2 separate regions of the Rattus norvegicus genome follow, and region 1 is linked to region 2. The links are chromatin contacts, called in public Hi-C maps. All regions are on one chromosome and are shown on one strand. Each heading gives the region's core, a stretch centred on a gene start, on an enhancer-like site or on the middle of the called end of the contact. The rest is flanking DNA. Distances are from core to core; before and after follow the strand shown. Region 1 holds the start of Arhgef28 (Rho guanine nucleotide exchange factor 28). Region 2 overlaps Arhgef28 (Rho guanine nucleotide exchange factor 28).

Region 1 (4,987 bases), core at 1,738-4,237, 170 kb after region 2:
TTATCTTGTTTACCCAGGAGAAGAAACCCAGGAGCAATAACGGCTGAAATAAGCGAATTAAAACTGTATCTAAGATCAAATTTCTGGGGAAAATGGGAGTGCATTAAGATGTATTGCCGGGCACAAGCTCATTTCCCCAGCCAGATGCCTCGATTGTGTGCAGGCAAAAATCCATTCTGTAAGCAGGACCAGTCCTCCAACCACAAAAGCCATAGAAGTGTGTCGCTCTGTGCCCGAAGTCCATCACCCAGGGGATTAAGGCAAAAGAGCAGCCCCAAGCGCACAGCAATCCCTTCAGATGGTTAAATGAATGAAAACTGAAGAAAGTTTTCACACAATGAGAGGCATGCTGTGGAAGTTTTCAAAATGTCCGAGTAACAATCCTTCAAGTTTAAACAACATAGTTTCAATATCATTAGAACAACAGTGGAACCAGGACTGGAGGAAATAACATAGTATAATCTGCAGGAAAACTATTGCTAAACTCAGCTTTACCCAAGCAGGAGATTCAGACCCAAGTCTTTGGGGTGGCATAATGTTCCCAATACAATTGTAACATGACAGCATTCCCTGTGTTTAAAATACACTGCTGTTTTTAATTTAGCCCAGCATGACACAACTCTTGATAACAAATCTTACCTAAAGTCATGAGGGGAACAAGTCCAGAGCTACTTTTCCCACTGAAAGTAACACAAGTACAACTTCCATGAAACCAACCCTGGTAAGACCAGAGCTGTCCTATCTGCCCGGTACATTAACAGATAATAAAATATTGTACTGTGAGAGCAATGTAGGCTCTATTTTGCTCTCTTCTAACCATTTACTGGCAAAGAAGGGGTTTCTGACATTGGAAATTATGAACCTTTTTTTCTTAGGAGTCAAGACTTGATCACAAACTCTGGCAGAACTTAGTTAAGAGCCTAAGTACCGATTTTATATAAAACACTTAATCTTAAAGTAATAGTATAGTCTGCCGCTTAATACCCACTTAGGTTTTTGGTTTTCTCATATGGCATACAATGGACAGAGAGTCACATGTATCAAAGCACATATGAAATTCTTGTCCAGCAGAAGTCTTAGTCACAATGTTTTCTTATGAGAACACAATAAGAAAATATTTCAGAATTTTCCAAAGTATCCCATTTAAAAATATATATATACATATATGTGTGTGTATATATATGTATATATATATATATATATATATACATACATACACATACGTACACACAGTGAAACCATATCAGGGCTAATGAAAATTCAGAGAACTGTGCCACTCACTCTGATTTCCTTCTGTGTACCTTTAAGCGTTTCTTAACGACTTAGAGGCAGGCGGTACTTCAGAGGAAAGTCCCTCAAACACACCTGTTGAGAGAAACTGCTCGCCATTGGCCTGGCTGTGCAGCCTTGATAAGGGAGAAAACAGTCAAAAGCAAACACTGATCCACTGTTCTCCAGTCTCACGTCGCATTAGCTGGGACACACTCCAGAGTCCCACACCTAAGACCTAGTTCTGTGCCTCAGTGTCCCTAACCACTATCAATAATGATACTATCTGAGTTCTATAATCAAAAATAATTACCCATAATCACTATAAAGTCTGCATCAGAATATTACATTGAAATGCTGTCACACTACAACCTCTGCAAAAGGCTTCTGCGATGTTGTCTGCCTTCAAACACTCCAAAGGAGTTAGTGCTACTCTCCATCAAGATTAGACAAACACCTATATGTTTTAACATTCGCATAAAAAAAATTAAAAAAAAAAAAAAACAAGACAGAGGTATGGAAACCTTCCCAGGAAAGGTTATCAGAGCTTGAATTATCATGTCAAAAGTGGCTTCCACAGAGACTGACTAAGGCAAGTCTTTGATTTTGTTTGTGCTATGAGAATAGGGTTCCATTTACTGAGACAGCTACAGGGCCTAGAATACAAGAGGGCAAAGTACAGAACGCAGTGGGTCCGTTCGTTATAACTGTATTTCTAGACTACTTGGTGCAGAATCAAGTGCTCAATCCCCACAACTTGGAGTGTACAGAGACTGGCACTCGAGCAGGGGTCATGGAGTCAGATGCTGGCAAACACAGATGTTACCCTTCCCCTGGGCCCACCCAGCTGCAACCAATAGGCAGGCTCCGAGGGCTCCTAAAGTAGTCTCCCTTAGAAACCTAACTGGTGTCTGGGTTTCCTGGGTGGTCTGAACACCCAGTGTTCACAGAGCTCACAGCAAGAGAGAATGCCCTCTCCACCTGTGACCCCTACCACCCACAACCGAGTATTCCAGAGAAAACTCGTGCATGGATTCCCACCCAGTCCTAAAAGCCCCTCCCAAACAAGATAACCACAGATGCTTTTGTAAACTCAGCAAACGTTTCCACAAAAATAAATGTCCTAAACTTGAGATTGACCAACAGTTTGGGGTATACCCCCCGCACCACCACCACCACCCCGGCGCCAAGCACCTAGGTGAAACCAGCCAGAAGCACAGATGGAAAGAGGGGACTCAGGCTCCCGAGGTTCACCCTTCCCCGGCCGCATGCCTTTGATTTCCACCGCTAGCAACTAGCTTTGGTTGAGCTCCTCACCCTCCGCCCCCTCCCACCCCGCGTGCCCGAGAGGGTGAGGGGTGGCCACTGCCTCCCTTGTGCGCTTCACAGCTGCCGCCTCCGACCCGGCAGCGCCGTGCACTTGTTGCCATCCCCTAGGTACCAGGAGGCGGCGCCCATTCCTCCGGCTGGGCAGCCGGCAGAGTGCAACCTTTCCCCACCTCTGCAGACCCCTGTGTCCTCGGGGACCGTAGAGAAACTTTGTCCCCTGGGAACTCAGGTGGGCAAACTTCGCCCGGGGCTGCAGGGAGACAAGAGGGATGGCTCCCGCAATCAGCCTTTACCTGGAGCTGTGGCTCGGAAGCGCCCGGAGCCCTGGCCAGGCGCTGTCCCCGAGGCCTGCCGAGGGCGACCCGCCGGCCAGCGTCGCCCGAAGCGGGGAAGCTGGTCCCCAGCTGCCCACGCCCCTCCACCCCGCTGGCCCCGCCGAGGGGCGGAGCCGCTGCTCCCCCACCCCACCCCACCCCTACCCCGCTCGCCCGCCGCGCCCACAGCTGGGGCCACCCTCGCGCCCCGGGTCCCCGCCTGCCCACCTCCAGCCAGCCGGGCTCGTCGCCGCCTCATCACATGGCCGCGCCCGCCACCAGCTCTAGAAGGAAACCTGAAGCTGCTGCGGCTCCGCCGCCCCCTCCCTTCGCGGGGCGGCGGCCGGTGGCCTCGGCTTTCCTCCCGCGGCGGGCACGGAGCGGGACCTGCTGGGCCAGGGCAGGGTTGCACCCTAGCGGCGGCGGCGCCCGCTCGCCCCGGGGGCCTCCACGCCCTAGTGGCGCCGGAGGAAGGAGCTGGCCTGTCGGCTCCTAAGAGGAGCCGTGCCAGGCCCAAGGGAGGCTCGGGTTGTCCTCAGCTCAAAGCCACCACACCCGGGACATAATAGTGCCCGGGTCGGTTACAATAGGAAGTACTATTTTAAAAGCAGCAGACTCCCTCTTAATTCATAAGGACGATGGAGGTTCCTCAGCCCCAACCCTGCAGGCTCGAATTCCCTACGTGTTTATGCAAACAGGTGCCTAAACGGCATAAAAAAAAAAATTGTTTGTTTTTGAGAAAGCCACAGCCACTTTTACAATGCCTAACAATGTGAAGGGACCCCCTTGATGCTGCAACACCCGGACACTTAGCAGTGAGTCGACCCCGGATGAAAAGTCTCACCATTGTACAGCCCACTATCAAATAAGTTTAAGATGATCATTGCCGCTTTAAAGATAAAATGAAGTATCTACTTTTCTAAATTACCTTTAATATTAGCTTTATCTTTCTCAAGAAGATGGACCGGCTACCTGAACAGGAGAGATGTGGTGACCCTTCCCTAACCATCAATACCAGATGCCCTGGGCCATCCTTCTAACACACCTGTTTAACCAGAACCGGAAGAATGACAGGATGGCCAAAGAGACCTCAGGGTCTGAGGTCATTAGCCTTGTCTTGGGGCAACTGCTGCCCTTCCTTCTTTATAAAGGACCTGGCATTGGCCTTGCACTACTGACACTTGGTCTCACACCACAGGGCCTTAGGCCCCAAAGAAGAGCCTTCTCCACTGAAGAACCACGAGGTCCCGAAGATAATAAACTAAAACAAAGTAAAATAAAATAAAATAAAATAAAATAAAAGCAATAACACTCTTTTCGAACATCAATATTTTTCAATGTGAAAAAGTCAGCTGGAGATTGGCTGAATCAACACACCACACAAAAGCAGTTTCCAAGCTGGTTGGCAGGAAAGTTCGTAAAAGAAGCCTTTGTCTCGATCCTTCTGTTGCTATTGCCTGTTATATCTTCCTCCTCCTCCTCCCCCTCCTCCTCCTCCTCCTCCTCCTCCCCCCCCCCCTCCTCCTCCTCCTCCTCCTCCTCCTCCTCCTCCTCCTCCTCCTCCTCCTCCTCCTCCTCCTCCTCCTCCTCCTCTTCTTCTTCTTCTTCTTCTTCTTCTTCTTCTTCTTCTTCTTCTTCTTCTTCTTCTTCGTTGATTCTTCATAGGTAGCTTGGAAAGGGCAAGGAATTGTGGGGAAAGGAAAAGTATTAAGACATTAGCTCTTCCACACGAAAAAGAAGCAAACGGGGGCTGGGGATTTAGCTCAGTGGTAGAGCGCTTACCTAGGAAGCGCAAGGCCCTGGGTTCGATCCCCAGCTCCGAAAAAAAGAACCAAAAAAAAAAAAAAAAAAAGAAGAAGAAGAAGCAAACGGAGGGGGGCGGGGGCGGGGACTGGGACGGTTGCTAATGTTCTCAGCAGGATTGTAGAGGACACGTAATCCCACCCACCGGCTGCTGTTTTCTTGCTCTCTCTCTCTCTCTCTCTCTCTCTCTCTCTCTCTCTCTCTGGCACTGAGCGTGATCAATATTTAAACAAGTACTTGGCTTTCAAACTCTCTGGGTTCAAGCTCTAAGC
Region 2 (5,050 bases), core at 667-3,166:
AGGTACCCGTAACCACTGAGCCATCTCCCCAGTTCCTCTGCAAAGTCTTACTTAACCAAGATTCTGTTTAAAAGCTCTGCACTGTGCCAAGCCCTCTGTCTGCCAGCCAAATCTGCAGCAGCAGATAAAGTATGGCTTCTTGCCAGAGCCTATCAGTCTTGAAACTTCCCAAGAAGAGCGCCAACCAGTTCCATTCGCCACCCCACCCTCGCTCACCTCGAGATGTGCTCTAGCTCCCCACCCCTCCCCCCACAGGAAGAGTCAAGACACGCCCCCATGCTCTTGTCTCACCATCTCAGTTTCACGGGTCCCTCATGTTTCTTTCCATGCCCATAGCTACATGACACACAACTCTAGCCGAATGCACGCATACAATCTCTAATCCAATGGAGAGCACCGGCGACTCGTTAACTGCAGGAAGTTTAGCCTCAGTGTGAGAGTCAGGTCTGTGGCCCGTACAGCCTCACTCACGCTCTATAATCCCAGCTGACAGAGCAGCGCCATCACTTTCCAGGAGCTTCTGTGATTCCGCTAAGACACCAGGACTTCACTCAAGCAGCAACTTCCGGACAACCATCACACGGAAAGTTCCACCAGAACAACACTGATCGAGTTTGCAAGACAACACCACATTTGTACCACACAGTTTAAAGTAATACAATACAGCAAAGCCCTCATACTTCTATCCTGCATGTTTTATTAGTAGTTCTAAGAGTCCAGACAGACTACCAGCTCACTCAAAGACAAGAGTTTCGAAGTGGCCTCTGGGGGAGCAGCTTCTTCTTTCTGCCTCTGGTTTACATCTGCCTGTTACTGCTGGCTGCTCTCTCTTCTGTCTCAGGGGTTCCTTTAAAGCCCACTCTCACTTTATTTCATAAAGTCAGGAGATTTTCTTCTCTCCCTCTTCATTCAAAAGTTTAAATAATGAGAGAAAATGCTGGAGTCAGAAAGACGTGTCCGTGGCCTTTTCATAGATGGCTACATGTTAAGTTTTGTTCAGCCTCTCTCTCCCTCTCCCCCGACCCCCCCTTTCCCTCGCTCCCTGTCCCCTCTCCTCCTTCCCCCTTTCCCTCCTCCTCTCTCTCTCTCTCTCTCTCTCTCTCTCTGCCCCCTCTCCCTCACTCCCTGTCCCCTTTCCCCCTTCCCCCTTCCCCTCCTCCTTCCTCTCTCTCTCTCTCTCTCTCTCTCTCTCTGCCCCCCCTCCCTCACTCCCTGTCCCCTTTCCCCCTTCCCCCTTCCCCCTTCCCCTCCTCCTCCTCCTTCCTCTCTCTCTCTCTCTCTCTCTCTCTCTCTCTCTCTCTCTCTCTCTCTCTCTCCTCTCAGCCTTCCCAATGTTCCTCCTCAGCCACAATGACGTTACTGACTAAGCACTCAGCCCGGGCAGGGTTACTGCAGTTTACAAAGCAAAACTCTTCTCACCCAACAAGTACATCAGCAGGAGACTGAGGAGAGGTTTTAAGAGTCCCAAATTAAAAATAATCCCACTATTTAATACTTCTAACAGCCAACCCCCCTCCTCTGCCAGCAACGTGTCTGAGTAAACGTTCTTCAAAGCTGACACTCCCGAGAGAGAGTGAGAACAGGGTGCAATGGGCAGCAGCTGAGACATCTTGTGTGCATGGAGAACCACGCTCCCGACTTTGGGGCCCACAGGAGTCATCTAGTCCTCAGTGTTTGCTTTGTTGTTGTTTTGTTTTGTTTTGTTTTGTTTTCTCCTTCCTCTTCCCCTGTTGTGGGCTCTGGATATAAATTATTTTTCTCCTGTTCTATAGCAACAGCGACAGATGTGTGCACACCGCTTGGAACACAACTAAGTCTCTGTTCCAAGTTTAGCGGCCCCTTAGGCCAGGACATCCAGCAAACCACCGCTGGCGAAGTGCCAAGCCCAGAGCAGCACAGTCAACCAACACTGCGGGTGCTTCCTCCTGGCCTTCTCTAGGCTATGGGATTTCCCAACGGTTGTAACAGCTCTGACACGTGTCTACCACGAAGGCTGAACACAATGCCAGGGCCTCCAGGAACCCCCTCACGAGTTGCTGGTGATGCCTCCACATGTCCGCTGCCTCTGCCACATAATACACTCTCAACTCTCCTTAGCCTGCGGACTTGCCTCATCCGCAACCTTCTCACCCAGGGCCACCTCCAAGACAGCTCTGTTCCCATGTGTCCTTTGAGTGTTGTGGTTGGTTTGAATAGGCTTGGCCCATAGGGAATAGGACTGCTGGGAGTAGGTGTGGCCTTGTTGGAGAAAGTGTGTCACTGTAGGAGCAGGCTTTGAGGCCCTCCTCCTTGCTGCTTGCAAGATAGGCTTCTCCTTCTTGCCTTTGGAACAAGATATAGAACTCTCAGTTCCTCCAGCGCCATGCCTGCCTGGACGCTGCCTTGCTTCTGAACCTGTAAGCCAGCCCCAAGTAAATGCTGTCCTTTATAAGAGTGGCCTTGGTCATGGTGTCTGTTCATGGCCATGGAAACACTAAGACAAGTGTGCAAGCAGCCTCAGCTGCACTGCACCTGAAGAAGACTCATACATCCCAGTCGCCGGGCATCTGATGGCAGCCGCCGGGCCCTTGTTCTCCCACTCAAACTTCATTCTACTCTGCTGGCCTCTAAATAATTCCAGGGCTGTGTAGGGGAAAGCAGCGGAGGAGCCCAGAGGCGGGTGGGGGAAATAGGACGTCTGAAGAGAAATGAGAATTTTCAGGTCTGTGAAAAGAATCATCTCTACCCTTCTCTCTTAAGGGACCTACGCACATGGCAGTGCCTGGTCTTCTCCAGAGGCCCAGGGGGTGGGGTGCAGACCACCCAGACTCATCTCCATGGGATGCATTGGGCGGCACTGCGTAACAGGTAGCATGGTACCCAAAGCCCACTCTCCAGGCTCACGGAGACATGAGGTAATTATGGCAACTACCACTCCAGAGTTTGGCCGGGTGAAATCCCTCAGGGGAATGTTTTGGGTTCTTCCTATGTACTTTTAGATTGTGAGTGAGAGTTGTAAGGTTATGACTGAAACGTTAAAGAAAACTGACTAGGAGAAAACTGACTAGGAAGGCTGAAAGAAGTAAGCAAACGGCCCACAGCGCCCACCCCTGGCCACAGGCAATGCAGCATTTTGGAACATACCCAAAACTAGGCGGTCCTGGTCTTCCTGTTCACTCGGCCCGTCGGCCTGGCTTTTGACGAGCTGAAACGGACACAGGTGAGGAATCTCGTTAACACGATTTTGTATTCTCGAGGGCTAGACTGACGATCTTGGGAAACGTCCATGAAAGCACACCCCTCGCACTGCAACACGTAAACAGGAGACTCATCTATGCTTATAATTAGCCCCAGGAGCTAAAAATAAGGAAAGGATGTGTGTCCAGCTAACACACACCTGGAAGCTGCCCACGGGTAAAGCAGTATCAGTAAACATCCTGCACGAGATGCTTCCAGCCACAGCATGTTCTGGAGGATGCCGCTGGTTGATCATCTCGTGCTTACGACGGTGACAACTCAGGATAGCTAGGCTTGGGTCATACATAGCATGTAGCCCATTGTGATCCTAATAAAAGAAATTGGATTATGGGCATAGCCCTGCCTGCGTGTGGATTTGAATGAGCAGGAGGTTCGATGGTCACACCTACTTTAACTCTGGAGAGATACACAGAGATGACAGTGAGGCCAGGTGACCATGGTTCCTCACCTGTCCATCCTCCTCCTCTTCTGAGGGTGATCTGCCAGACTCCAGATTCCTAACCTCTGCAAAAGAAATAATTCTTTAGTTAGAAACACAGACAGGCAAAGACAGACAGACAGACAACGAAAATACATGACAGGTATATACAAGCTACCCAGGACCCTCTGCACGGGATTAGCTAGTTAACAGGCGACTCTACCAGAGACTGAGGTATGTAATCGCCTGACTGCACACACGCTGGGGTTACTACTATGTAAACAAGGCAGGGCGCTCTCTCGGGAAATCCTGGGGTGGCAGGGGTGGGGGGGTGTGCCTTATATAAATCAGTATCCTTGACTGCAAAGGAAGGATGCTCACCACACACACACACACACACACACACACACACACACACACACACACACACACCCCCAAAGGTTCTTAATAGATGCCGAGGATGTGACTGGTACCACCTGAGGGAAATCCTACTTGTCTTCTCCCCTGGATTCCACAGATGTCAGTAGAAGAAAGAAAAACGACTAATTCGTTCTAAGAGACAGGCAGCTGTCTCTTCTGCATGGACGAAAGCACACAGCTCTCGGCACCAACCAGCTGGTTAAGCAGTGGCTGACCCCAGATGCTCTGGCTGGGGGGCCCCCTCCCAGCAAAGCTTTTCCTGGAAACAGTGTTCAGGGTGTTCTGTGACAAACAGGAACCCAGGTGACAGGCACTTTCTCTGTCCCCTGACTGATTGGTTCTCTTCCCAAATACTCAGTTTCCCCGGAAACAAGTTCAAAGACTGTCAAAATAACCATGGAGCATGTTTAGCCTTGGGTAGCGTAAATGCTGGCTTCCCTAGCAGGGGTGGTTAGCTGAAAACCTTTCACCTGAATTTATAAGAATATACAACCTCGCCAGGCCTCAGGATCCTTTCTTGAATCTCCGCTTCTTAGCATGCTGGACCTTTTTTGATGTGGTCCCAGAGAAAGGCCAGGAATTTTCCCAGAAAGTTTGTAAACTGGGCAGTCCCTACCCCAGTTGCCCCTCCTGTTTAATTCAGTTTCCTACTGCCTCAAACCTCCAAGTGGATTTATTTAAGCTCTTGGTACGGCCAGAGGTTTCATTTACACTTAATGTACAAGCCCTTATGTATGAGTTCTCCACGGCAAATCAGATGAGGGTGACAGGTTGCAAAGAAATAAGAATGGAAAGTCGAGAATAGGTGACTACAACTCCACTTGTCACTGTTTGTTTGTTTGTTTAATGGACCTCTTCTGAGAGACACAGCCAGAATACAGCAAATACATAGGCAAATGCCAGCAGCAAACCACTGAATTGAGAACGGTACCCCCGTTGAAGGAATCAGAGAAAGAACTGGAAGAGCTTGAAGGG

What was found. Hi-C and Micro-C count contacts between places; a contact is called where the count stands out from the background.
Region 1: a Hi-C map of Schwann cells shows a contact between it and region 2, with 3 times the contacts expected there. The contact joins the promoter of Arhgef28 here to the enhancer-like site in region 2. A contact is called at or near these places in 2 of 12 Hi-C or Micro-C datasets (Schwann cells and mammary epithelial cells) and 1 of 1 datasets of contacts at active chromatin or transcription factors (oligodendrocytes).

The regions. Positions count from the first base shown.
Region 1 is chr2:31,291,484-31,296,470 of GRCr8, forward strand. It overlaps Arhgef28 (Rho guanine nucleotide exchange factor 28), which reads right to left and starts at 2,988. Exons shown (of 36, transcript NM_001415065.1): 1 at 2,892-2,988.
Region 2 is chr2:31,127,230-31,132,279 of GRCr8, forward strand. It overlaps Arhgef28 (Rho guanine nucleotide exchange factor 28), which reads right to left. Exons shown (of 36, transcript NM_001415065.1): 8 at 3,686-3,741; 9 at 3,124-3,184. Among named protein-coding and RNA genes, the nearest start is that of Arhgef28, 160 kb to the right of the region's middle. Within about 2 kb of position 1,917, at least 14 of the 93 cell types and tissues checked have an H3K27ac peak or open chromatin away from gene starts, as enhancers often do. A contact at or near this core is called in Schwann cells, where this site is marked.